Regions from separate parts of the Sus scrofa genome. Here region 2 is linked to region 1. The links are chromatin contacts, called in public HiChIP or PLAC-seq maps. All regions are on one chromosome and are shown on one strand. Each heading gives the region's core, a stretch centred on a gene start, on an enhancer-like site or on the middle of the called end of the contact. The rest is flanking DNA. Distances are from core to core; before and after follow the strand shown.

Region 1 (2,700 bases), core at 147-2,646:
ACTCGGCTTGGACCTGACATTGCTGTGGCTGTGGCCGTGGCGTAGGCCAGCAGCTACAGCTCCCATTTGACTCCTAGCCTGGGAACTTCCATATGCCGTAGGTGCGGCCGTAAAAAGACAAAAACAAAAAAACAAAAACAAAAACCCCAAAAACTCATGTTGCAGAACTGAAACTCTCTACCCATGAAAGAATAACTACCACTTTTCCCCCTCGCTCCCGTGATGGTTTCGTTTTGTTTTGCTTTTAACCTTTAAACCTGCAAATGAACTTAAATACCTTAGCACTTTGAAGAATAATAAAATCAATGTAACCAATATCATCAGAACACAAGCAGAATTTTTACCTGGAAAATGCACACATGCACACAGCCCCATCACCTTGTGCCCCCACCGGGTCCCCGTCGTAGTTCCACCTGCCTTCTCCATAGAAATAAAAGTGGAGCTGATGACAGTGTCTTGTTCAGGGGAGAAACTAGTTTGTCTCATTAAGAAATAAACAGAACCTTACGTCTGCCTTACTTTGCAGTGAGCTCGGTGATGCTGTCTTATGCTAGGCTTCTTTCCCATAGGGGACCCGTGTCCTTTACACTGGGAAACGGCAGATGAACGTGCTCACACAGAGAATAATGACCCGTTTAAATAGGCTCCTTTCCAAATAACATGCACTAGCATCCATCTCTTTCTCTTTACTCCTAATATAAACCGGCTTGGGTTACAAGGAAGTACCAAGAGGGAAGGTACTAACATGCAAACATTGGATTTTCCAAAATCTGATCTTCTGTTTCTAGGGTAAAAGCACTGGCTGGGCATATACACATACCGTTACTTCTAAATCAGTGCAACAAAGAAAGTAATGAAAACAGATGTAACTACAGCATATTACTTTTTTAGACTATCAGATAACATATCAAAATATCATTAAAGAGGAAGCGTTAGGGTTCACAAAGGTAAATGCTTGGTTTTACATTTTCAATCAGTACTTGTACGGCTCAGCTGACATAAAGTAAATTACTTGGTTCTGAGGTTACTTCTGTCCTTTCTGCAGAACTCACTAAAAGGAGGAAACGATTCATGGATGAATCCTCTTGCCAAACAGTTTTCGAATATGGGATTGCTGGTGAGTTTTATGTTTTCGTATGTGTCATGTGTCCCAACTCTTACATTTACTGCAGATAGTAGGACCACTGCCACATGTAATAGAAAATGATAGATTTAGAAACTGGTTAAGCAGTTAGAAGGCAGAAGCCAGCCCGTGTTCCTGATTTGGATTTGGCAATACTTGTTCTCTATTCTCTTCTTTTTTTTCTTAATGAAATACTCCAGTATTTAAAGGTTACAGCTCTTAAATTTGTAGTCCTTTTCCTTAGGCAGTTAGGGAAGAAAGGGCCAAGTACTTAGCATTTGTATAATTTTTGCTGACGATTGTACCCGTTTTAATATGATAATGTTAAAGACAGCAACAGCAGAATAACCAGGGCGGCTCTTTGTGATTAATTATATAGGCAGTTCTTGTGGGATTTCTAATTTTCTGGTCTCTTGGGAACATTATGGGGGCACCCCGTCCCTGGTGCCAAGAGACAAATGACTTGGCTGCACAGCTCCAGATTTGATGACTTGACAAGTCACGAGAAGAAGTTGTCATCCCTTGGCTGCCACTCCTGGAATTTGATCCCGAGCCGACTGGAACTTGAGGACGGGGTTTATTTCTCCAAGCAGCTGTTTAGTTATTGCCCTGTCTGTAGATGTACTGAAGCTAACTTGATGTGAAAATTGAATTTAGGAATGTGAGCACCAGCAACAGTCAAAACTAGTTATATGAAAAATGTTCACATCTTCCTTCCAGTTTAAGGCTCATTTCAAAGGACCTCGTTTAGCACTAGTAGTAGAGGAAGGTGTGGCTCACTCGTGAGTTAATGCCATTTCTTCTCTGTTTCAAACTCTTAATTCGAGCCTTTAATCTTCCCTCATGTTCTTTATTATTTTCAGAGTCAAACTGAAGATAATCCAAGCAGCAAAATGGATTTGTCTGTAGGTGTGTATCACTCCGCAAGTACCAGTGAATCTGTTGTTCACGGCCCTGTTGGGATCCCCTGCTCATGTTGAGTTGGGGTGGGTGCAGTTCTGTAGACGCGGATTCCACACTCACTGTGGAAGGGAAGGTACCATGCTGGACACGAGGTAGGGGCTGAAAACTCCAGAGAGTGCAAGAGCCACGAAAGTGCTGTGAGTGAGTGCTGTGTGCCAGACACACCAAATGGAGACTGAGGGGCCACCGGCACACTGTGGAGAACGTGTAACCACAAGAGAGGCGTCGGCCTTTGCTCAGCTGGGCCAGCTCCTCCAACATGTTCAAGAGACGCCAGAAATTCAGATCCATGTTGACATCATGATTTTTAAATACTAGAAGCTAATTCAGATGTTTAAAAATTGCTGTGAGGCCGAGATATGTCCCTGGCCCTGCCAGATCAGCCCTCAGGTTGTCCCATCCTGTCTGCACCGGGATGTGTCGTCATTGACCAGGTCCCCATGGCGAGCAGAGCAGATGCAGATCTGCACAGTGATGCTGTTGTTCCCCCCGGAGGAACGGAGAGAGTCAAGCCAGGAAGCAGAGAGGACGATCCTGGGAGAGAAGGGGAACTGCCTCTGATCTGTGATCCTCTTAAATATGAGAATAACTGAAAAATGAGCTTTGTGTCAGTA
Region 2 (2,892 bases), core at 177-2,676, 200 kb before region 1:
GTGGTGGAGGCAATGACAACCTGTTCACAGCCTCAGTCCCCAACAATGTCACCTCTACAAGCTGACTGAGGAGCTTAGGTTCTGAATGAAATGTTTTGACGATGTTGGGTTGGCTGATGGGTACAATTCTAGGCTAAGGTAAAGGCACTAAAAGCGAAAAGAGCTAAGGCAATGGAGTCAAACAGACCTGGGACCAAATGCCGGTCTACTACTTCCCACCTAGGTGACCTTGGGCAAATATCCCAGCCGCTCTGGAGCCCTGGTTTCCTATCGGTAAAATTTAGAATATAAAACTCACGGGTTTAACCAATAGTCCCTGTAAAGATCTCTGCATAGTTGGCACAAAGTAGGCACGCAATAAATAGCAGTCGTTATTACAGTCAACTACAGGCCAAACGACCAGAGTCATCTAAACTCCCTAGCAAACAACCGTAGCAAAACGAATCCAGATCTGACCGACGCGCCTTTTAGCCCAATAAGGTACCAGGAAAGAACTCGGTGGAGACAAACCAATGGCACTAGCTCTTGTTGTTGGACGGGCTCTCTTGCCGTCCCACCAATAGTTTGAGGATTTGACCAGGGAGTGACATTCCAACAGTCCAATGACGTACAACCAGCCCACACTCAGCACTTCGGAGGGGATAAATCAAGGAGCCGGGACGTATAGATTCCGTTATTAGGCAGTAGTGGATAGAGAGAGGACCTTAGGGGAAACAGCGCGAGGCCGAGGCACTAATGAGCAAATAAAAGAAAAAAGGCGATGGTTGCGCCAAGTGAGCTCGGCCGCCATCATGCTCTAGTTTCCCCTTCGCCTCTCCCAGTCCGCAACGGAGGAAGCGGCCTCTGGGATGCTGAGGGGGTGTGTCCCCTAATGATTGGCGCAGGCAGCGTAGCCAATCCTAGCTCGTCAAACGGAACGCACTTAACCAATGAGGGGCGACGGCAGCGGCGAGGAATTGGAGGGGCGGAACAGCAGCTTGACGGGCATAGAAGGCAGCCAGTGACGGCCGGCAGCATCCTTCCTGCGGCCAATGGAATGGGGCTCTGGGCGGGCCCCCGAGTGTTTGTGTTGTGGTTTTGGGGGAGGGAGGCGGAGGGGAAAGTTTGTTTATTTTGTTTTTAGTTTCTGGGGTCCCCGTGTTTCTCGGAGGTGAAGCGGGAGGGAGTGACTCCCCCCCGAGCCCCTCAGTCTCCCTACTACGTCGCCTCCATAGCCTGCGGAGAAGCGGGGACCGCGCGCCTCGCAGCGCATCGCCTCACAGCGGAACGCCGCGCACTCGGAGCGGGCACGGCTCGGCGGTGAGTGAGGACCGACGGCCACTGCTGTCCTTCCCCTCCCCCGCTCACCGCCCAGTCAGAGTCGGGCGGCCGGGTGGGTGAGGACGCCCGCGGGAGCGCGCCGCGCGGGGCCGGCCTGTCAAGCTGAGGCGCAGCGTGTGCATGTCCTCGCGAGTGAGCGCGCGCGGCGGGGAGAGGGCCGGGAGGGGCGTGAGCGCGCGCGCGGGGCAGGCGGGGGCGGCGGCGTTGGGCGCGCGCTCCGTGGGGCGGGCGTCTGGTGGGTTTGACCCCAGGGCGGGGAGGGACGCGGTCGACGTCCGCGCGCGGGGAAGGGGCGCTGGGAATGGAAGGGCCGGGCGGGCGCGCACGCGCGGCTCTGGGCGTCACGCGCCGGCAGGTGTGAGCTGGGGGAGGGCTTCCGGGTGGGCTGGTCGATCGAGTTCGCTTCTCGTCGCCGGGGGACCTCGGGGCGGGGAGGGGTCCCGGTAGTGGCAAAGAGCCGAGGCCCGCGGAGGCGCGTCGGGGCCCCTGCCAGGCAGTGGCAGAGGGAGGCGGCAGGCCTCAGCCTCTCGGTCCCCACCTGTGTGCAAGACCTGCGTGACGGAGCGAATGCGTTCCCCTGCTCATCCCGGACCGGGGGATCCCGCCCCCATCCCTCACCCCAGAGCCCTGAGTGTGGCCACCTTCCAGAGGCGATTCACTCTCCACGGGGAAAGGAGGGGACTGGCAGAGGACGTTCAGCCCGAGGTGTTTTCTGCTGTCCCCTGGTCCTGCGCCCTGTGGCTTCAAACTAGCCGGTTTCCACAGTGGGCTTAAATACACTGTAGAGGCTGAAGACAGCCAGTAGCCTCTAGTCGGGCACTTTAAGGACCAACCTATCCTCATATCTTTGAGCACAGAATACTATCTGGGTCTTTTCAGGCTCCTTGCTTTCTCATGTATCTTTGTATCTTTTGGCTGTTTTATTACTTTTTAGCATCTGCGCTAGAGATTGAGTGAGAGATAAGGTGAATTTCAAGTTGCTCCTTTGTATTGCAGTATAAGCAGCATCATACAACAGAATTGGCCAGAGATGTTTCTCCATAGTAAGTGAATAAAATGTCATTAATTTTGCCCCCCCCCAGCAGTTAAGCAAACAAATGTTTTGATACCTCATATCTTGTATTTTGTGAAAGTTTAACAATAGAAGCTATTTACTTCTTACTTGCAGGGAATTTCAGTAGAATGATAGTTTCCTATTGATTTGGAGAAGCATCTTGGCTTTGAAACTTTGTTTATTCTTTTGGTGATGTTATGTAAATGTCTGTTAAAAAGCAGAACTTACAGCACCTTGGCACCTCTACAGTGTGCAGTATCCTTGTAGGTAGGTAGTGGAGATGTGAATGTAGTAGGTTGCTACGCTAAGGCTAGAATCCGGAGTACAAATCAGACCGGCTTGTTTCACGTGGGATGCAGTGATGATGATAATGATGGCTTTATAGTTTCTTAGTTCTTAACTGGTTTTTTGTTCGTTTTTTGGCCGTGCCTGTGCCGGAGGGATGTGGAAGTTCCTGGGCCAGAGATCAAACCTGTGCCATGCTGCTGGAGCGTCCCTAGCCGCTGCAATGACAATGC

Evidence for each region. HiChIP or PLAC-seq counts read pairs in DNA pulled down with a chosen protein or histone mark.
Region 2: a contact with region 1 is called in an H3K27ac HiChIP or PLAC-seq map of skeletal muscle. The contact joins the promoter of TNRC6B here to the enhancer-like site in region 1. A contact is called at or near these places in 3 of 5 promoter capture datasets (fetal liver, fetal skeletal muscle and liver), 3 of 47 Hi-C or Micro-C datasets (embryonic fibroblasts, heart right ventricle and skeletal muscle) and 2 of 2 datasets of contacts at active chromatin or transcription factors (alveolar macrophages and skeletal muscle).

What each region holds. Positions count from the first base shown.
Region 1 is chr5:8,105,322-8,108,021 of Sscrofa11.1, reverse strand. TNRC6B (trinucleotide repeat-containing gene 6B protein) reads left to right here. Exons shown (of 26, transcript XM_021092847.1): 11 at 1,046-1,117; 12 at 1,987-2,032. Among named protein-coding and RNA genes, the nearest start is that of MIR7134, 55 kb to the left of the region's middle. Within about 2 kb of position 1,396, at least 3 of the 83 cell types and tissues checked have an H3K27ac peak or open chromatin away from gene starts, as enhancers often do. A contact at or near this core is called in fetal skeletal muscle and skeletal muscle, where this site is marked.
Region 2 is chr5:8,309,598-8,312,489 of Sscrofa11.1, reverse strand. TNRC6B (trinucleotide repeat-containing gene 6B protein) reads left to right here and starts at 1,426. Exons shown (of 26, transcript XM_021092847.1): 1 at 1,426-1,452. The coding sequence starts at 1,441. It overlaps LOC102162756 (a long non-coding RNA gene), which reads right to left and starts at 525. Exons shown (of 2, transcript XR_001305237.2): 1 at 299-525.